Linked DNA regions of Mus musculus: regions 1, 2, 3, 4, 5 and 6 are each linked to region 7. Evidence: chromatin contacts called from public promoter capture Hi-C data. All regions are on one chromosome and are shown on one strand. The core of a region is the stretch at or near the end of the contact, and the rest is flanking DNA. Distances in the headings are between cores, read along the strand shown. Region 1 holds the start of Cdhr2 (cadherin-related family member 2). Region 2 holds the start of Agtpbp1 (ATP/GTP binding protein 1). Region 3 holds the start of Naa35 (N(alpha)-acetyltransferase 35, NatC auxiliary subunit). Region 4 holds the start of Drd1 (dopamine receptor D1). Region 5 holds the start of 4833439L19Rik (RIKEN cDNA 4833439L19 gene). Region 6 holds the start of Sfxn1 (sideroflexin 1). Region 7 holds the start of Smad5 (SMAD family member 5).

Region 1 (2,916 bases), core at 412-2,911, 2.0 Mb after region 7:
CCTGGAATGTGGAGATGGTCTGCTGGACTCTATCAATATGTTCAATTACTTTGTGTCAGTTAAAAACAAAACTGCACAGCTATTCACCTATAAAGTGTCTGAGGAAAAGTCAGGAGCATAGGGGCTCCAGATCACTCTACGGACCCCCAGACCCAGGTCATGCTCTGCCAGGCCTGACACAGCAGGGGTTTCCTCTCTCTTGTCTCAGCGGACACATTGGCCGCAGTTCGACAAGACTCCAGGAAACCAAAGACTCTACAATTCAGTCGACTGGATGTGAAGACCCCAGGACATCTTGGAAGGCTACAGAGGAAGGGAGCCCTCCCCTGCTAAAGGCTCAGCCACGGGCGGGCTCGCTAACCCCACAGCCACCCCACCCTGCCTCAGCCTCCACAGCTCCCTGAGCCCTTCCTTTCGCTTCTGCTTCCTTCCCACAGCTGCCTCACAGGAAGGAAGCAGCTACCTCACAGTTACTCTCCATTGCCCTAAGAAAACAGAGATCAGATCAGAGGGACAGTCAACAACAAAGATAGAAGGTCAATCACCAGCTGCAGGCAAGGCTAGACCCAGGTACCATTCTGCTGAGCCTAACAAAGGTCTCTCCTAATTCCACCAGCCCAGCCAAGTGATCCAGCTCCCCAAGATACGGACCCAGGGACCTTTAAGTTTCCAGGGATACCGGGCTTCCTGTAGCCAGAGATGGTGCCCGCCCTCCTGGCTGCTTCCTCTGAGAGACGGGTATGGATCAGGCCCCAAGTTAGGATTTTAGCATTTCACATACTGTCTGTCCAGCACTGGGCGAGCCTCCCTTGTCCTCAGCTTTGGTTTTCCTCTGAGGAATGAGGTGAGAGCAGGCTATGGCCTAGGCTGGTCAGGGGAATGTCATTATTCTCTGATATGCTACCTGGGACCAGTCAGCATGTAAGTCCTGTTTGAAGACACAAGCTGGCCTGGCTGAGTCTTTACCCTGTGACCAGGACAAGGACTAAGTTAGGGTTGGGACCAGCATCGTTAGTCCTCCCTGAGGTGACCTAGCGTTTGATCTCTGAGTCTGAGAGGGACAGCCTCCGTACCCTGCCATATCTGATTCACGAGCCCTCCAGGGGCTACTAGTACTGTGCCCACTCCACAGACGCAAAGACTGAGGCCCAAAAGCAGTCAGCAGCTCACTCAAAGTCTGCATGGAGCTGAATGAAGATCTGAGCCTGGCGGAGTGGAGCCAGCCTTTCCTCCTCAGGCTCCGGGACAGATTCAGCCATCTTCCTCATCTTCTCCTTTTAGGTAACAGATGAGGTAGCCAATTCACTTCTCAGGGACTTAGGAAGGCAAACAGGAGGTTGCCACTGCCTAGAGAGGAGATCTTACCCTACATTCTAGAAGAAACAGGCTTCACGGGTAGCTTCATCAATTCCCGCCCTCCCCATGACAAGTAGCTAACGCCACAGCTAGCTCTTCCCCTTGGTGTTCCCTCCATACTCCAGATGCCAGGAAACTGAGTCTGAAAGAACTCAAAGTTTGCCTCAATCCCAAGGACAGCCCCCCACCCAGGCTTACCCTCGGGCTAAGAGCCCCCCCAGAAGCAGCTGATCTGGACAGCCCCTGGAAGGGGCCCAGAGGCAGTGATGTACACCAGTCACAGGTGGGCGCCGTCTGGGGCCGGCAGAACACAGCGCAGACTTTGGCACCATCTCCACCTCTTCTGAGCAATCATTAACCATGCAGAGACCACACCTCCTCAGAAGGCACTGGCTGTGACCAGAGCAGGCAAAACCCTGGAGGAATAGGCAGGCCCAGTGACAGAGAAGGGGCAAATGCCCAGCCCAGGGTCTCACTGCAAGCAAGAGGTGGTGACAGTCAGAGGTCATGTCAGGACCTTCTGTCCTCTCCTGGCTCATCTTCAGTGGGGACCTGTAGAGAAAGCGGTGTGGGGAGATCTCTTGGGATGAAGAGACTTGACAGCTATCAAGCCCTTGAGCCCTCAGGCCAAGCCCCGAGGCCGGCATGAAGGGGTACCCACCCTGCAGTTCCAACAAGGCCTTTTCAGCCCTGTATTTGTCCCCTCTAAGCAGGACATCAAAGGGCAGGGCCAACACTGGGCATAGTGGCATATGTCCTTAATCCCAGCACTCAGAAGACAGAGGCAGGTGGATCCCTGTGAGTACCAGGCCTAGCTGGTCTCTATAACCAGTTTTAAACCAGACATAATAAGATGTTATCTCAAAGAAACAAAAACAAGCCAGGCAGTGGTGCCTTTGATCCCAGGACTTGGGAAGTAGAGGCAGGGAGATATCTGAGTTGAGGCCAACCTGGTCTACAGAGCTAGTCCCAGGGCAGCCAGGGCTAGACAGAGAAACCCCGTCTCAAAAAACAAATGAAAACAAAACAAACAAACAAACAAACAAACAAACAAACAAAATCAAAGGGCAGGATCACACACTGCCCCAGGGGCTCCACACACTCCCAGTGGTGGCCTCCCTCGGGGGAACAGGTCCCCAAGTTCATTTCATCTTACCTCATAGTAGGAAGGAGGCCCATGCTGCAGCTCACCAGCCGTGCGCCCCTTCCTGGCTGAGTGGCTGCTGTTCGCTCTGGAGACCGAGGCATCCCTGTGCAATCCTGGTGTGCTGCTGCGGGTTCTCAGGAAGCACCAATCTACCCAAAGAGCTCATGGTTCTGCAAGGTCCCATTGAAGGCTGGCCTCACGTCTCTGAGGAAGGAGGAGAATCTGTATTTGCTGAGCACCTAGTGTGGGCATGTATTTTTCACAACCTACTTCCATAAGGGTTCAACCTCCCCTCTAGCCCACCACCCACCAGAGGTAGTAGGAAAGTTTATTAGAATATGGGGAAGTGAGTGGGCATGTTAGCACATGCCTTTAATCCCAGCACTCGGGAGGCAGAGGCAGGTGGATTTCTG
Region 2 (2,808 bases), core at 18-2,517, 2.9 Mb before region 7:
CATCTGCAAGTTGTGTGTTTGCAATAACTTCAAAGCCAATGACGCTGTGGGTTACCCGGCTGTATGGGCCAATCTTCTGAGCCTTTGTTCTGACCATTAACCATACTTTGCTAAAGAGGAATTCAATTTATATGTATTTCTAGATTGCAAGTTGATTTAGAAACACGTTCTTTGAATAATGTCTCATGAATTTTGAACTACTAAATGTTCTTAGACAATCGTTTTCATTTTGGGGAGTTTGTGGTGGAGAGTGGTTTAAAGGTATTTTAAATACTTGAATCTATCATTATGTGCACATGTGTTATAGGTATGGGGAAAACCAACATTTATAAAATGGCAGTCTTTTGTTCCTCTCAGTAAAGACATCTGCCAAGAGCAAGTAGCATGAAGCACTGTTTCACACCTTGAATACGTTTTTTGAATTACCTCCACAAACCTGCTTGAACGAAACATAAGAACAAAATAAAAACCCCACAGGGCTCAGTTTAGTCCCCTATCATGCTGTGATAATTTTACATCCCTTACCAACCACCATAAACAGGGAGCATGGTCGATGCTCCTTAAAAAGGCAAATGATGTCTTTATTAACAATGTATCTCAGAGTATTTAAACACAGTCAAAACACAAGCATGCTCCCTACTTCTCCCCCACTGTTTTTTGCCTTTAGCTTCTGCACCAAGGTTTTCCATAACATCGTTTTGAAATGAATGGGCATGACATTTTGTTCGCAGTACCATCAGATAATCTCATTTACCTGGATAAATGGGCCATGCGCCACAGCCTTCACAGCCTGTTCTGGGTCAACTTGGGGTCAGGAAGGACTAGCCTCACTGTTTCCCAAGGTTTGATGGGATTTGGGAGCTACGCCCCCGGTTGGGAAGGAAAAAAGAAGGCGATTTGATGAACGTGTCGATCTGCTAGCGGGCTAACACGTTTACACTGGCCCACGACCCACAGGAACCCAAAGGTAAGGGCGCGCACCGCCGGTTGCCCACGCCAGAGTGGAGTCCTTTCCCTACTCCGCCCCACCCTGCCCCGCCCGCCCCGCCCCGCCCCTCCTCGCCCCGCCCCGCCTCTTGGTACCCACCCGACCTTGCGCACGCGCAGCTTGTCTTCCCTCCAGGCGTGCCGCCCCCGCCGGCGGGCACGCGCCCCGCGGGCCCCCCCCCCCCCCGACGTCCCGCCCTTCCCTGGAAGCGCCCTTCCCCCACGCGCACGCGCCCTACCGGGCGCACGCGAGCCGGCCCTCGGAGCCGTGAGTTGGGCGGGGCGCCGCGCTGACGTTGCCCGGGATGCGGGCATGTTCCGCGGCCGTCTTCGCCGCCTCCGCCTCTCCTGCCACCCGGGTTTGTATGAAAACGGCGGGCCGCGGGCGGCGGACGGCGGGAGAAGGGCGGCGGGCGGCGAGGAACCGCCGTGCGCCCCGGGAGTCCCGGGCGCGGAGGCCGAGCGCAGCGCCCAAGCCGAGCCGGTGAGCGTCCCCGCCGCCCGCGCGTCCCGCTCGCCGGCTCCCGGCGGCTCCTCGGTTCACTTGGCGGAGGCGAAGCGCGCTGCCAGGCGGCGAGGCGGGCAGTCGAGCGAGCCGGGGCGGTCGTCGCCCCGTGCACTCTCCTCCGCGCTCCGCTGCCCGCCACTCCCTGGCCTCCGCCCTGCCGCGCCCCGGGACCCTTTGATTGGCTGCTCCCTGACAGTTTAGCGCCGTGGACGGCAGTTTCAACACCTCCCCGGGTGGTCGGGGTGGACGTTGACTGTGTATGCTGGTCCGTGGATGATGCAGGTCTCGCACGGCGTGTGAGGTAACGACGGCGATCCCGCTGGCATGGCAGGCTGTCTGTGGCAAGCCCTCTCCAGGTGTTCGGAATGGTAACGGTGCCCATCAGGTACCCGGCAGTTCGCAGTCCACAGAGTCGAGTGGCTCTCCCGAGCGCTCGCTCTTCCTTGGCCAGCTTCTGACTTATTCTCACAGTTCTCCTTGCTTCCCTGAGAGAGGAAGTTATTTTTGTAATTGTGTTTTGGAAATGTTTCTGGTTTCGTTGGCTGCAGAAGAAATGATTTATTTAAGGCACTTTGAACGGTACGGATTTTAAAACAGGCCAGATGTCAAAACCAAAGTCCTGGAGATCTGTAATCAGATCCCTCTAATGGGCCGCACTTTGGCGATGCCTTAGTCCACCCGAGTTTCTCCTGGTTTGCTTGGTTTCTCGTTCTCCCGAGTCACATTCTACAATGGAGTTACACTGTCATTTTGAATGACCATAGAGTTTTGCCTTGAATTGATGGATCAGTGTTTAAAATTGTAATCTCTGTTGGACTCTGAAACAGACCCCTTATGTGTTTGACCAACATGACATAAATGTCAAATATATTAACGTAATTTAACCTTCTGTGGTATTTTTAGTTTCTTAAGATTTATACGCATATGCATATGTATATATACATATGTGTGTGTGCCTGTGTGTGCATGTGTGTGTGCACCATGTGTGTACCTGAGGAGGTCAGAAGAATGTGTCAGATTCACTGGAATTGGAGTTACATATGGTTGTGAGCCACCATGTGGATGCTTGGAATCAGACCCACCCAGGTTCTCCGAAAGAACGGCCCTTAATCATTGAGCCATCTCTCCAGCCCAGTGGTAGCAATTTTTAAATAAAGGTTTTCCAATTGATTTGGCTCAAGGGTTACCCCTTATTTCTTTTACATGTGTGTATAGATCAGAGCACTTTTGAGTTTTGGTTCTCTTTTCGACCTTGTGGTGCAGGTGATGGAAGGAGAGTGGTCATGGCCATGAGCCGGTGCTTGCAGAACCAT
Region 3 (2,786 bases), core at 60-2,559, 2.9 Mb before region 7:
AGTTTTACCCGATATACATTTGCTTTAGACCAAAAGTAAAAAAGCAAAGAGCAGAGTAATGTATGGTTATCAACACTGAGCCTGACATCATACTCCAGGCTTGTAATCTCAATATCCAAGAGGAGCAGGAAACTCAAGGTCATCTCCACAACAAGAACATTGTCAGCCTGGGCTACAGGACACGTTCTCAAAAACAAAACGACAAATCTGAGTAAAAAAAAAAAAAAAAAAAAAATCACAAGGTTGTCTTTCTTTTTTTTCTTATTCTTTCTTTCTTTCTTTTTTTAAGTCAAAGTTGAGAAAACCTCATGTATCCTGCCCCAGGCTTTGAACCAAAAAGCCCCCAAATTCAAAACTCACCTCGACAAGCATCTTCAAAATCCTGGGTTATGTCCACCCAGCTTGTGCTACTTTTTTCCATTTTTTCCGGGACCCCGAGCTCCCATCCCGAAGCATCGTCGTCTACAGTAGCTTTCATAACCATGATGCCTGCAAAGGGAACATTGGTGTGAGGCTGGGAATATAGCTTTGGCAGGCACAGGAGCTGCAAAACTGCCCCAAGTGTTGGGTGAAAGACTTCCAAAACTCTGCAGGCAGAACGCCTTTGAATTCTGCAAAAACAAACAAACAAAACCCAACCACCTAGCTTTGAGCAACCTGACCTCACATAAACCGGGCTGCTGCTCCCGCACTGATTCGCACTTGCCAGGACTCACAACTTCTTCCAATCCCTCCAGAGATCTTCAAGCATCCCAGCCCAAGACTACAAGTCCGGAGACGCCGGCTGTCAAGCCCGGCCTCCGGGAATCAGAGCCACCCTCAAAGCTCGGCAGCGACCGAGCATCCTTCACCTGGCGGGCTTCGCAAGACCAGGGCCTTGCCTCGCCCTGCAGGCGCCTCCGCAGAGACCCTGGCCCACCGCGGGCCGAGCGCCACTGAGACCGAGATCGAGGCGGAGACCGGTCCACGCGGGGAACCGGCAGCAGGCGGCCCTCGTCGCCCGGGCGACACGGGCACAGCCCGGCCTCCCGGCGCGCGCCCTCGGCTCCGACCCGAGGCGCGGCGAGGAACCGGCCGCCGGTGCCCACTCCCTGAGATCCGCCACGGCGGACTTCGGGGTCGTACCGGCCCCACTTGGGCCACCCCGGATACTTTCCCACGACCACCCGCGTCAAAACGCACCGTCCGCGCCACGGAGATAACGACACCGACAATACCGTCGCCGCCGCCGCCCCCTCCCCTCGCAGCCCCGCCCCGCCGGCCGCGTGCACGCATGCGTACGCCCTGGGCGCGCGCTCCCGGCTCCCGACTTTCGGGACTCCGCGCACCGACCACGCCCCCTCCCTCACCTAGGCCGCCGCATCCGGGTAGGCGCGCATCCTCTCTTCTCGCGGGATTATAGCACATCGCGAGACCGGAAACCATGCACCATTTTCCTCCCCTCCGGCCGAGACCCGGCCGTGGGCGGAACCCAGAGAGAGGCGGAGCCTGGAGTGCTTCCTGGGAAACTCTTTAAGGTGACTCAAGGGTGAAGGGGAGGGGTAGGGCTTCCGGGGAGGGGCCAGCTGCCGGCCGTATTGCTGTTTTGTGGTTGTGCAAACTGACCTTATTTATTATGTCTTGCATTCAGCGCGCAAGCACTTTGTAAAGGAAAGAAAAATAAGACATTTACATCGAGCTTGCTAGCACGTTTCTTCCAAACTCAGATGTTTTAGTTTTATCTTAATAATCCTGACATAAAGTAGATTGGGTGTGGATGTGGGTGGTGTTTGGAAAGGAACCCAGGTCCTTTAATTAATGAAAAAATAAAAATATTTAAAAAGGACACGACTGCTTCTAAGTATGGTGGAGGAGAAGGTTGAGTGTAGGTATGAAGGAGAGCATAGCCAGAGTCAGACATCCAGAAGGGTCCAGAGGGAATGTGACCCTGAGCCGGCTCACGGGAGGAGAGCAGAGAGGAGAGCGGGGAGACCAAGGGGCCAGGGGAAGGGGTAAGAGAAGAACCAGGTAACCAAAATGTCTGCGAAGGCAGCTGGGGGGCAGTGCAGCCCAGCCCCTGTGCTGGAGTAAGGGGGCCGGGTATGCCAGCCATAGCTTCTACCAGGTAGAGACTGGGATTCTAGGAGAACGTTCCGTTCCGCCTATACATGTTAAATAGGTATCTCCGTTAGCATTTGTCCCAGGGTTGAGAGCTAACACTCAGTAAGAGTACACAAGCAATCTGTCATTGGGCTGTATCCTCGGACTTCATGTTGATTGTTTAAATTTTTTAAAAATTGTTTCCCCCATGGAGTGTATTTCCTGAGGACAAGAACTTTGTTTTCGTTTAAATTGCCCTAAAAACGTAAGGCATGTAGTTAGTTCTCCTTAGAAGAGGAGAATGAGTAAAGAAATCGCACAAACTGGTTTAATGACCTTTTGAGACTCCAGAAGAAACCTAGAAAAATGTGAACAGGGTTCATCTGATTTGTTCAATATTGTGTATAAGGGCGTGACAAACACTAATTTGATAAAGATTCATGGAGGGGGCGGCTGTAGAGATGGATCATAGGTTAAGAGTGCTTCCTGTTCTTCCACAGAACTTAAGTTCCATTCCCAGGACCCACTGGAGGTAGCACAGCTACCTGTAAGTGTGGTCCAGAAGTGCACTGGCATACGGGTGCTGTACACTCAAGTAGACACATAAATAGATCTTTTTAAAAAATAAGAGGATATATGGGCTTGAGAGATGACTCAGTGTTTAAGAGCACCAATTGCTCTTCCAGAGGTCCTGAGTTCAATTCCCA
Region 4 (2,933 bases), core at 379-2,878, 2.6 Mb after region 7:
ATCTTCCTCATTTCAGGGAATTGCAGGGTAGGAAGAGCAAGAGGAGTTGCAATTCCAGACTCACACAACCATCTTGGACTGGAAACATCCTCTAATTTGTGTTCGCTGGTCAAAAATGAAGAAGTATGGTGAAACAAAGTTCCAATTGCGTAGAGAGCGACTGCTTCAGGGATGAGAATCCCCTGAGGGTTTTACCCTGTGCTGACTCACGGCTCTAAAGCAGAGTTTCTCAATGTGTGAATTTTGACCCCTTATGTGTATGTGTGTGTGTGTGGGGGGGGGGGGGGTCACATAACAGACAGCCTGCATATCACATATTTATAGTATGATTTATAACACTAGCAAAATTACAGTTATAGAGTGCAACAAAATAATTTTTTGGTTGGGGGTTGCCACATATTGCAGCATTAGGAAAGTTGAGAGCCACCATTCTAAAGGCATGTGGTTCTTGGGGTATATGTCTGATCACCAGTCTGTGGAACTTGGTGTGTGGCAGCAAGACTGCCAGTGGGAGGACAAACCGGGAGCACAGGTGGAGGAGGACTGGTGTCAATCATTTGACTACATCCAAAACCAAGATATGATTTCTGCTGGCTAATTAGGAGAGCTATTTAGGTTGTATAGAGAAAATTCGGGCATTCAGTGTGGTGTGTGGTTCTCATGGAGACAAGACTACTACCTTTTTTTTTTTTTTTTTTTTTTTTTTTTTTAACTGGTCTCTGAAGAATTTCTGGCCACCAAGGACTGACTGAGTCCATATCTGGTCCCAACTCTTAAATAAGTATTTCATTTAATTTTTACATCAGTAAGCACAGGAGTCCAGGCAAAGTGATTTCCAAGTTCCATACTTAATCTCTTTTCACACAGATGGGAAGGCACTCTGGGGCTGCGTCTATGCACTAAACGTCTCTGAGGCCACACATTCCTGTCTCTGCTTTATCCCTGTGCTAATTGTTTAGATAGTGGGCTCCATCCTAGACACGGCTGTGCAAGCGACAGTCAGGCAGACAGGCCACCATCTTCATTAGCTACTGTGTTAACGTGGAGTAGAGCCCACAGTCTTTCTGAGCATCACTGTCCACACAGATGAAATGAAGCTGTGCAAGCCAATAAGGAAGGAGTTTTGCAAGATGTCGAACATCATGAGGTGTGTGTGTGTGTGTGTGTGTGTGTGTGTGTTTAGGGGACACAGAGGCTGCTGAGTTTATGCCAGGTCTCTGATCACTTGCACAATAAGTTGACATGTTGTTCTCACTGCTGCTCCAGCCTTGGCACACAGGGGACACAAAAGGAAAATCATGGCTTAGAGAATAAAATGCTAGCCAAAGGGACTTCTTATTCTTGTGAGTTTTTAGGGGCATTTCAAACGAGGGAGGCTAGAGCGCGGAAGACCTGCCTCTCACCGTCCAGATTCTGGCAGAAGGGGACAGGGAAAAGCATGGTCGAGGCCCTGCATCTTGGTTACACACACTGGCTGAGGCCCCTGTGATCTGAACCTGCTAGGGCGCAGGCGGGGTGTAGGAAACCAGAGGCCCCGGCAGAGGGCGCCGGGTACCTGCTGAGAGTGCGGCACCGTGTTTGGGGTGCTTGTGGGGCGCGGGTCACGGGCTGCACTCGTGAGTTGACCGCAGAAGCGCCTTGGCGGGCGGAGCGCGGAGAGCAGAGCGAGCGGCACAGGAGAGGGCGCAGGGTTGGCGGAGTCGGGGAGCGTGGTCTCCCAGATCGGTGAGCACTCTCGTCCTGGGGCTTCCCGTACCCCTGCTGCGGGGCACTCAGTGACAACTCAGCGACGTGGGCAGTGTCCAGGACTAGCAGGGCGTGGGTGTGGGTAGGGTCAGCTCTGACCCCGAGCTTTGGGTGGAACTTGGAGTTGACCCGGAGAGGCGCTGAACGAGAGTTTGGTTTACTTGATTTGAGCATCAGGATTTGTTCCTCAGGTTCTGTCTTGTGCCAGGGTCCCCCGGGGAGGGGTGGGGGGATCAGGTAGCCAGAGAGGGCACAGCGATTAGGTAGGCGTCCCACACCCCTGCTCCAGCTGTGCCTTCAGTGAACCACGTGTGGCTGTCGCCCGCCACTCTGCCTGTCAAGCTCAGCCCACCACCGGGGCCGGGAGGGGACGCGGAGGCGGGGTGGGCTGTGCCCCGCTGGAACCCAGCCGGCCGGTGCCCTCGCTCGCTCGAGCTGTTGTGCTTGCCTGGAGCTCCTGCCACTGCTGACAGGGAGCGAGCGGGTGGCTCCCCAAGGAGGCTCAGGGTCCTGCCCTAAGAACGAGGAGCCAAAGGGGTGCCCAGAGCTGGGCTTCCTCAGACAGGACAGAAGCTGTTCCAGTCCTGGAGGTTCCTCTCCCAAGGAAGCTCCGAGAACCCTCCTGGGGGCGGGGGCAGCAATCTGTAGGTGGGCAAGGTAGCAGGAGGGGCGCCGCTTCCCTGGCACCTGGCCTGGGATTCCTTTCCCAAATCCATCCCAGAGATTTTTCTGCATGAGGAGGGGGAACACTTGCTCTGCTGGAGGGACTCGTTGAGTCCAGGGGTTTTGGGAGAAGTGACTCTAAAGCAAGGTAGGTGGTCTTGATGGACTTGTCCAGGGGGTGATGGGCTGAGATTTTGTGTAGCCAAATAGGAGGTCTGCACAGAGTATTGGTGAACGACTTTGTGTTTCCCTTTGCTTTTTAGGGCATTTGGAGAGATGTGGCACCAGGGGCTTGAAGGAGAAATGCATGTATTTTAGGCTGTGTCTCAGAAGAAGAGGCAGCATCCCCGAAAAGTGACTGAGATTGACCAGGAAGAGGCCCCAGACTCTTAGAGTATGCTTAAAAGCCTATGCATTCCTTGGGGAATCTAGGGACCAGCGGATGCCAGGGAACAGCGACCTGGAGCACTGAACCCAGAAGACAGGTGGAAAGCAAGCGGCTCTTCTTCCTGGTATGGCTTGGA
Region 5 (2,862 bases), core at 101-2,600, 2.1 Mb after region 7:
ACCCCTTGGATGAAGAGTGATAAGCAGCTGTGAGCTGTCCTATGGGTGCTGGAAATTGAATCTGGGTCCTTTGGAACGGCAGCCAGTGTTCTCCATTGAGGAGCCTTCACTTCCGTCCCCATGTTTAACCTTTTATGTGAGAATTGATCTGCACCCTTTCCTCCCAGGAGCAGTAAAGTAAAAACACTGGGAATACTTTTTCAAGTGTCACACTGCAAATCAAGTGTGTTATTCACAAATGAAGTATACAGCTTACAGAAGACATGAATTCCTGGCCCAGTCTTGGTCCTAACAGAATGCAAGCAAAGTCAAATGTATTCCCATCTTTTAACACCCTCCGATTCTTCCTGAGCGGACAGTGAACCTTGGACTTGGAGCAGAGTTGAGTGTGGGTGTTTTCAGCTTTCTCTCATGGAGCAGAGCAGGGAAGTGTTTTTGAGACCTCTGAGTGGCTACCTCTCCAGGTCCACTTTTCTCATAGTTATTATCCATTTCCGGGGAGGCGGATGCTCCTGTATTTAGTCCTGTACTAGTGTGGAGCCCGCCTGACTCCACTGCTAATTAAAGGGAGAAAGATTAACTATCAGATCCTCTCTGTGTGTGGGAGGTATGGTAGTGGTTCTTAACCTGTGGGTCACGACCCACGAAGGCGCCTACCTGGCTTCATGGTTCATTGAACTGTGCCCTTCCCCCCAGCCTTGAGCAGGCAGAATCAGACTTTGTTTCTGCCACAGTTGGCTAGCCCACCTAGGGTGGAGTCTTCCAATCTAGGTAAAGTCTATTGTGTGCCACATCTGCAGCTTCCTGCAAGAAGCCACCACCTGCTAACAGGCTGCCTGAGCTTGCTTTCCTGATAAAGCAATGAGAGTCTGGCAAAGTGGGGGATGGGTCTCCCCCCTTTAAATTCAAGTATGTGGGAATGGGAGACCGACTGCGGTGTCCTTGGGAGCCAGAAGAGGGCAGCAGACCCTGGGAGCTGTACTACAAGAGGTTGTGAGATACCAAACCTGGGTGCTGGGAACAAACCCAGGTCATCTGCAAGTGCAGTAATTACTGTTTTAACTGAACCATCTCCAGCCATCAATCTTCATTCTTTCCCCCCTTCTCATCCTCAGCCCCCACCACACTCCTTGATTCAGGCAATGCTCCTGCCTCAGCCTCCAAGTGCCACAATTCTGTAATCAAGTAAAAAGCGCAGAGGAAGTGCTGGAAACAGGTGACCTCCTTTCTGGGAACCCCGTGGAATTCCCTTTTAGAGTTCAACCTACAGGGAGGTGTTCCGGTGGTGGTGGGTACGGAGGCACGCTCAGATCTCGGACTACAACTCCCAGCATGCCCCGCGGATCTTCGAGTCAGGTCTCGCGCGACCTGCGACAGTCTCGGGGTGGTTTGGGGGTTCGGTTGCCGGCCGGCGACTGTCCTCCGTAGGGGAGCGTTCGTCGCGCTCTCACGATGGCTCTGCTCTGTTCAGCCCAGCAGCCTCTTGGGCCATCTGGAGCCTCGGAGCCTCTTTAGTGCGGGAAGTCGGGCCGCAGGCGGCGGGCGAGCAGGTAACCGACCGCGGCCTGGCGGAGCTGGGGGCAGCCTGAGTTCCGGGGCGCCGCGGCCTGGGGGGCCTGGAGGGGGGCTCTGTTCCACCCTAGCGGGGCTCGAGGGACACCAGAAAGACCCGCACAGTGAGCCTCGGAGCATCTGCTCGCTGCGAACCAGCCGGCTTCGCCTTGAGGGGTGGGACCGTGGGAAGGTCGGGATTGGCTTTACACATCTCAGAGGCTTTGTTTTGCACCTCCTGCGAGAGAGTCGTGGGCTTGGGGTCGCTAAGGGAGAGGGAAAGGGCGTGTGTCTGGCTTGCGGATGTCCCTAGGACCGCAGTGAACTTGAACAAAAATCTGGACCAATAATGCCTGCTGTGCAGCGCCGCGGGTTTGTTTTCAAGACAAGGGTTGTGTGAGAATGCGATGACTTTTAGTGATGCCGAGTTGGTCTTCTATGCTGGCATAGCTCATTTCTGCCAAGGGGAAAGGCTGCTATGTAATCCGGCTGGGGAGTGGTCGGATGTTCGGTGGACTTAGGGGCGCTGTACCAACCTTGCTTGTTTATTGTTACTTAGAGCCTCTGGATGGACCCTTCCTCAGAAGCTTCGCTAATTTGCAGAAGCTGGGCAATGCTCCTCATTAACATCTGTCTGTCTGCATAGTCCGGCGTCATTTCACTGTGGTAAGGTGTCTGTCTAAACTGAGGTTTGGCTTTCTCCTCTCGGGTGTTCAGAGGAGCCAGCCATAGGATACTGGCAAACTAGTGGACTTTATCCTTCCGGGGGTGTGTTTGTCACTCATTGGTTCTAGCGTGTGTATGTGTCAACCTTACTTACCAGCCATAAGTCTCTGCGTGTCTGTCAGAGCACTGGAATGACCCTCTGCTGTGCAACATAAGAAAATGCCCTATGTTATTTTTATTAGGTGGAAGGGACTCAGCTCCGAATTACGTATAGAAAAAAACACCTGGATCCCTGTCTTTCAATGGCTTCAAGACAACCAGAAGTGCCTGGTAAACTTAAGTTCTTATTGGTTAAGTCTGTACCCCCACCCACATCCCCCAGAGAGCTTATTTTCTCAGAATCCTTAGTACTGATCTTCTTTAGTATTAGGTCATCACCTTCTCAGCCGTGGTATACACCCTGACCTTGGCTTACAGCCTCTTGCCATAAGTGTCTTTTGTGAAGAGTAAACACTTTTTGTTTGTTTTTCCAGAGACAGGGTTTCTCCGTGTGGTTCTGGCTGTCCTGAAACTCTGTATTTAGACCAGGCTGTCCTTGAATTCACAGAGATCTTACCACCTCTACCTCCCAAGTGCTGTCTTTAA
Region 6 (2,827 bases), core at 85-2,584, 2.6 Mb after region 7:
TGACAACCTCAGTCCTGGGAGGGGGGTGGGGTGGGGGGTGGGGAGGGGTGGCCTGAGGTTCTGGGACTTCCTGCTGAACTTCCATTTGTCCTCTAAACAGCTCTCCTTCACACAGCAAGCCTGAGTCCAGCATTCTAAGACCCACAAAGTCCTCTTCTTTACCTCAGTGCTCGCCTCTCTACTCCTGCCTCTGCCTGGAACAAGGACGGAGAGAAAAATCTAGGCAGTGGTTTTCAACCTTCCTAATGCTGTAGCCTTTAATACATGGTTTAGTGATTCCTCCAACTATGAAATTATTTCGTTGCCATTCCATAAACATAATTTTGCTACTGTTATGAATCGTCATGTAAACTTCTGATATGCAACCACAGTTGAGAGCTGCTGACTAGAGGCACCCAAAGTAGGTGCAGCAGATGAGGGATCAGGAGTGTGAGAAAACTATAAAGGGAGAGTCCCGGGTAAAGGCCCAAATTCTGAAATCCAGCAGAACTACGCTTTTCCACGAGGTCTCTCAATCGTCACATCGTCACTGAGGGACAAAGTGGAAACAATATATATACTCGGATTGCCTGGCTCTTCTCCCTGGCCAGCTGTGACACTTTAGGCAAGTTATTCAAGTTTTAATGCCTCAGTTTTCAAATCTGGATTATGGATTTGGCAGCATTGGATGAATACAAAAGTCAGAGATCTAACTCCGGAGGCACAGACCTTAGTGTGGTCATTGTCATTCTGGAGGCGGTTGAACCTGAGATGATCAGCAGGAACACGATGTGGGAGCTGAGGGTGAGGGTCCCACGGTTCTACCTGGGACACTTCGGTCCCTTGAAGAGATTAAGAGCTGGAGGTCGGCCACCAAGTGATCTCCACGCGGACCTCCGGGTCCCAGCTACTAAGAGCCACCTGGTCACCTGGCAATTGCGCGCGCCCATCCTCGTGGAGACAGTCCCCTGGCAGCCATCTTGGCCGCCTGCACCCAGCATGTTTCGTCACGCGGTGGCTAGGGACGCGTGGCACGGTGCGTGATGCTCCCCTTTCACATCTGTTCCACAAGATCAGTTCCACGCTGAGGCCTCCCTAGCCCCAGTCTAGAGCTGCGGACTCACGAGGTCCCGGGCGTACGTAACCCGCCTCAGGCATACCCCAGCGCGCACAGTGGACCCTACTGGGTCCCCTGCAGCCCCCGAGATTGCGCCATCCCGCGCGCCTCCGGCTCCCCGCGCGCGCTCCGCAGCCCCCCGCCACTCACCGCCTACCCGGCCGCCACCCGCGCCGCTCGGTCCCGTTCGGCGCCGCCTCCAGCTGCCGGAAGCGCCGCGGCCCCGCGCGCCGCCCCCAGGAGCGCGGCCACGACGCGCGCTCACGACGCGCGGCCCCGCCCAGAGGTTCCTGCCTCTGCCTCGGTGTCATTCATGGCTTTGGCTGCTGAGCTCCGCAGTCTGCGCACGCCCCATGTGCCCGCGCTTCTGCTTCTGGCCACACTGAGAACTCCTAAGTTCATCTTAGCCGCAGCCCGGGTCAATGCCACTGTTTTTCAATTTGGTTTTTTTTAGAAGACCACCCATCATCATTGTTCCTCCATTCATTTGGGCTAATGCTTCTTTTTTTTTTTTTTTTTTTTTTTCCATTTTTTATTAGGTATTTTTTTTTTTTTTTTTTTTTAAAGATTTATTTATTTACTATATGTAAGTACACTGTAGCTGTCCTCAGATACTCCAGAAGAAGGCATCAGATTTCGTTACAGATGGTTGTGAGCCACCATGTGGTTGCTGGGATTTGAACTCGGGACCTTCGAAAGAGCAGTCGGCGCTCTTAACCACTGAGCCATCTCGCCAGCCCCTAATGCTTCTTAAAATGGGGGAGCTTGGCACAGCCAGCCCTCTAAGAAAAACTAGACAATACAAGTGCCACCTTCAAAAGAGTCACTGGCTGCTGGACAGAGATGGGACCATAGGGGAGGTGCAGACCAGAGGTCATGAGCTTAGTCAGGTTGGACCTGGTTAGACCAGGTTGGACGATGAGGAGAGAAGCATAGAATCTCGGACGCATTCTGAAGGCCAGCACAATACAACAAATAACGAATTGCATTCTCTGCACAGGTAGATAAATCCCCTCCCCCTTTTTTTAAAGACAGAAATTCTACCCCAAATAACCTCTACAAGCAATGAGATTCCGAACTGAATTTGGATTCTGTGTGTGTGCGCTCACACACACGCGCGCCCATTGAGTGTGTCTGTCTGTATCCCAATAAGGTGACTGTAAAACGTATATGAGAAAACAAAGAGCCCAAAACAGCTAAAACACTTTGAAGGAGTAGATTGTCCTACAGTTACAAACACAGAAGAATGGTAAAAAAGAAAGGATGTGTTTGTACCAGAATCAATGAGGAGCTCCATCCAGCCAATCAGACATCCAGGACAGGCTGAAAAAAAAGGTCACCAGAGGGGAACATGGGGGGTGGGAGTGGGGATCAGGCTTCTACCTTTAGGGGCTTCTACTGTGGGAGACTGGCCCAGAAGGCCCTACTAACATTGTAAAGAAAAGCAGTGCTCCTTCTGAGTGTGGATGATGTGACCAAGGCCACACTGATCAAATTAAATACCCATAGGTCTAAAAGAGCTGTTGCCTTGGAGCCTTCTGATCCACTGCTTCAAGCTCCAGCTGCCTTGACTTCCACTGGGTGATGGACTGTGCTTTCCAACTGTGACCTAAGATAAACTCCTCCTTCCCTTGGGTGGCTTTTGTTGGGATGTTTTATCACAGCAACAGAAAAAGAAACCAAGACAGTCCCCACATTAAAAACTGGTCTAAGCCAAGAAGATAGTTTGTC
Region 7 (2,700 bases), core at 84-2,583:
CCAGAGTTGGTGATGGCTCACCCCTGTAATCCCAGCACTTGGAAGCTGAGGCAGGAGGATTGGCCAGAGTTCAAGGTCTGCCTAGCAAAACCCTGTCAGAAAGAAAAGAAATCACATGTACCCTTTCGCTTAGCCTCTGTCAAAGCAACCAACAAATTCCATTGATCGCCCAGTGTCCGTTGCTAGGTAGGCATACACTTGATAGTGCTAGGCAACAGGCATGATGTGATCAACTCCACCAGACTTCAAAACTTTTTCCACAGAAAGATAAACAAGATATACTTAGCACCACACCCATCTAAACGCAGCAGCAGCCAGAAATACCCACCCCCCACCCCCCTCCAGCTGCTCAGGAAACACTGTCTTTTACGATCAAGATAAAGATCTAGCCTACAGTGTTCGGCCGTTCCTGCCTTCCAGGTTGGCCGGGACTCCTTTCGCCGGGGCCATCACAAACCGGACACACACACACACACACACACACACACACACAGAGACACGCTTCGGATCGCTGGCACACCTCCAAATACCTCGACCATCCCCGCCAGCTCCTTCTGCAACCGAAAAGTCCGGGCCACTGAGCATGCTCTGACCCTAAGACGGCCGCCACCGGGGAAGTTCCCAGAGCTTAGGGTTCCCGGCTCGGCGCAGCCAGAAGCGCAGAGGAGAAAGGGCAGGGGGAGGGGATGGAGTCTGAACTTGGGCACGCATGCCCAAGGGAACCACCGGGACCGGGGCAGAGACAAAAGCTGCTTCGCTTCCTCACACAAAGTTTAGCGCAGCGAGGGAGCCTCTGCGACGTCCGGAGAGTGACGGGCGGGCGAGCGGGCGGGCGGGCGGGCGGGCGGGCGCAGGGGCGGGTCGCCGCCAGCCGGCTGGCCGGAGTGTAATTCCCACCGATAAGCGCGGATCCTTATCTCCCAGACACAAAGCGGCGGGGCGCGCGCTCGGCCTAGGCCGCCTGCGCGGCTCCGCGCGCGGGCCCGGGCGTCGGTGGCGCGCCGAGGTGGCAGCGGCCTCGTCCGCGCCGGCCTCGTCGGCCGCGCGGGGCCTCCTTAGCACCGGGGCCTCCCGCGCTGCGCGGAGCCCCGTCCCGTGCCGTCAGGTCCCGCGTGGGGAGCCTCTAGGCCTCCAGCCTCACGCGGGCCGCTGCCGCCGGCGCTTGTCCCTCCGCCGGGCCCCGAGCGCCCGCCCTGGGGCCCCTCACTCACCTCCCCGCCGCCCAGGCGCGCTCTCCTCACGCCGTCGCCGCGCTGTGCACGCGCCGCAACTTTATTAGCAGCTCGGCCCCGGGACAAGCGCTCGGCGCCCGCTCGCCGGGGACCCGGATGATGAGGGGGAGGGGGGGCGGCGGCGGAGGGCCGCGGCGGCCGGCGCATGCGCGTCGGGAGTGGCCGAGGCCTGGCTTCTGCTGTCCGCAGCGAGCCTGGAAGTGGCACTTGGGTTAGCCAAGCTCACCCGCCTTATAGCGAAACGGTCGTCCTCGCTCTGGAGAGCTGGAGACCTTTCTAGCCAATCTAAAGCGTTAAAAAGTATCTTCAGCTACAACTTCGCCGTTTTCATTGATTTGTAATAGAAACCCTAAGAGACAGAGACCTCTGGCTGAGCATCAGATACCACACAGCTTACTAGATGTAGCCTTAATATTGCTCCCAAAGGGGGAAAATCCTCTGCAGGTGGAGATAGTGCTGAACCCGGAGCTGAGGACGAGTGGCCATTTCTCAGGACACAGTCCCAGCTGTTCACGGGACACCGCCCCACATCTGGAAGCCGGGAGCGCCTTGAGCTCTCAGGCTTCAGCAAGTGGAGGCTTAGAGGTGCTCGAGCTGTCTTACAGGGTAGCTCTGTACTAATCCGGCTGTCTGGCTTCTCTTCCCCTCCAAACGGTCAGCTTGGACAGCAAGGGAAAGCTTTTTAAAATAGTTTCGTGTTTATTTTTAAAGGTCTTTAAAACTGATCCCCCCCCCCCCCACACACACACACCGGTTTTCTTTTTGAGTAAATTGGAACTATTTTTAACCTTTCCCAGTCAATCCCATCCTCCAATATCAATTCTGTAGATCCCTAATTCTGACAGTTTCTCCTCACTTTTATTACCACCTCCTCCGCCTGAACCAGGGTCACCTCACTTGACACACAAATGCGGCGGTTTCCATGTTTCTCCAGACTCCAACGGCTTGTTTCTATTTGGAAGAGATTAAATAAATGCCGTGAGGAGGCGTTTATGGAAGCAGCCATGTCAAAGGGTGATAGGTGAGAATCCGGCCAGAGCTGGGGAACTAGAGAGAGAGCACCAAGGGAAGGCAGCAGCTGTGACTGCAGCCAACCATCCGCAGGAAGAAATGTGGCAGTGTCCGCCCATTATTGGCAGATCTTCTGGCTTTTCGAAGAAAGTTGGAAATGCATCTTTTTCTATACTAAAAGGAAATCACACATTTATCTGATCAGCTGCCTCTTTGTCTCTTTCCTGGGCTCCCTGACCTGCCCTCCCCTTCTCTTTTTTAGACATTGAGAAGACTCACCCTGGTACAAGCCAAACAAAACAAGCCCATGGTCCCAATATAGCCTACAGGCCATCAGTGTGCAATCTCAGGTCTCCATCTTAAACTTCTTTACTACATCATAAACTCTGCGCAGGAGGACTCTGTATGCGCCAACACTGCCTGGCTTACTGATTCCTGGCTGTTAAGTCTTTGCTGT

Evidence for each region. Promoter capture Hi-C pulls out the DNA fragments that hold promoters and counts their contacts. Capture Hi-C pulls out chosen DNA fragments and counts their contacts.
Region 1: a contact with region 7 is called in a promoter capture Hi-C map of pre-B cells, with 2.3 times the contacts expected there. The contact joins the promoter of Cdhr2 here to the promoter of Smad5 in region 7. A contact is called at or near these places in 3 of 39 promoter capture datasets (the C10 cell line, liver and pre-B cells) and 1 of 484 Hi-C or Micro-C datasets (CD4 T cells).
Region 2: a promoter capture Hi-C map of liver shows a contact between it and region 7, with 4 times the contacts expected there. The contact joins the promoter of Agtpbp1 here to the promoter of Smad5 in region 7. A contact is called at or near these places in 1 of 39 promoter capture datasets (pre-B cells), 1 of 484 Hi-C or Micro-C datasets (CD4 T cells), 1 of 115 datasets of contacts at active chromatin or transcription factors (thymic regulatory T cells) and 2 of 9 other capture datasets (adipose tissue and liver).
Region 3: a promoter capture Hi-C map of liver shows a contact between it and region 7, with 4 times the contacts expected there. The contact joins the promoter of Naa35 here to the promoter of Smad5 in region 7. A contact is called at or near these places in 1 of 39 promoter capture datasets (liver) and 2 of 9 other capture datasets (adipose tissue and liver).
Region 4: a contact with region 7 is called in a promoter capture Hi-C map of liver, with 5 times the contacts expected there. The contact joins the promoter of Drd1 here to the promoter of Smad5 in region 7. A contact is called at or near these places in 2 of 39 promoter capture datasets (the C10 cell line and liver) and 1 of 115 datasets of contacts at active chromatin or transcription factors (thymic regulatory T cells).
Region 5: a promoter capture Hi-C map of liver shows a contact between it and region 7, with 4 times the contacts expected there. The contact joins the promoter of 4833439L19Rik here to the promoter of Smad5 in region 7.
Region 6: a promoter capture Hi-C map of liver shows a contact between it and region 7, with 6 times the contacts expected there. The contact joins the promoter of Sfxn1 here to the promoter of Smad5 in region 7. A contact is called at or near these places in 3 of 39 promoter capture datasets (the C10 cell line, liver and pre-B cells), 1 of 115 datasets of contacts at active chromatin or transcription factors (thymic regulatory T cells) and 1 of 9 other capture datasets (liver).

What each region holds. Positions count from the first base shown.
Region 1 is chr13:54,700,208-54,703,123 of GRCm38.p6, reverse strand. Cdhr2 (cadherin-related family member 2) reads right to left here and starts at 1,661. Exons shown (of 32, transcript NM_001033364.3): 1 at 1,555-1,661.
Region 2 is chr13:59,555,761-59,558,568 of GRCm38.p6, reverse strand. It overlaps Agtpbp1 (ATP/GTP binding protein 1), which reads left to right and starts at 1,267. Exons shown (of 26, transcript NM_001377097.1): 1 at 1,267-1,471.
Region 3 is chr13:59,583,856-59,586,641 of GRCm38.p6, reverse strand. Naa35 (N(alpha)-acetyltransferase 35, NatC auxiliary subunit) reads right to left here and starts at 1,309. Exons shown (of 23, transcript NM_030153.2): 1 at 1,183-1,309; 2 at 361-489. The coding sequence starts at 484. A230056J06Rik (RIKEN cDNA A230056J06 gene) reads left to right here and starts at 1,419. Exons shown (of 2, transcript NR_045633.1): 1 at 1,419-1,517.
Region 4 is chr13:54,054,353-54,057,285 of GRCm38.p6, reverse strand. It overlaps Drd1 (dopamine receptor D1), which reads left to right and starts at 1,628. Exons shown (of 2, transcript NM_010076.3): 1 at 1,628-1,725; 2 at 2,673-2,933.
Region 5 is chr13:54,563,870-54,566,731 of GRCm38.p6, reverse strand. It overlaps 4833439L19Rik (RIKEN cDNA 4833439L19 gene), which reads left to right and starts at 1,350. Exons shown (of 9, transcript NM_133797.4): 1 at 1,350-1,550; 2 at 2,111-2,217; 3 at 2,460-2,547. The coding sequence starts at 2,520.
Region 6 is chr13:54,070,352-54,073,178 of GRCm38.p6, reverse strand. Sfxn1 (sideroflexin 1) reads right to left here and starts at 1,334. Exons shown (of 11, transcript NM_027324.5): 1 at 1,247-1,334.
Region 7 is chr13:56,701,643-56,704,342 of GRCm38.p6, reverse strand. Smad5 (SMAD family member 5) reads right to left here and starts at 1,333. Exons shown (of 7, transcript NM_008541.3): 1 at 1,212-1,333.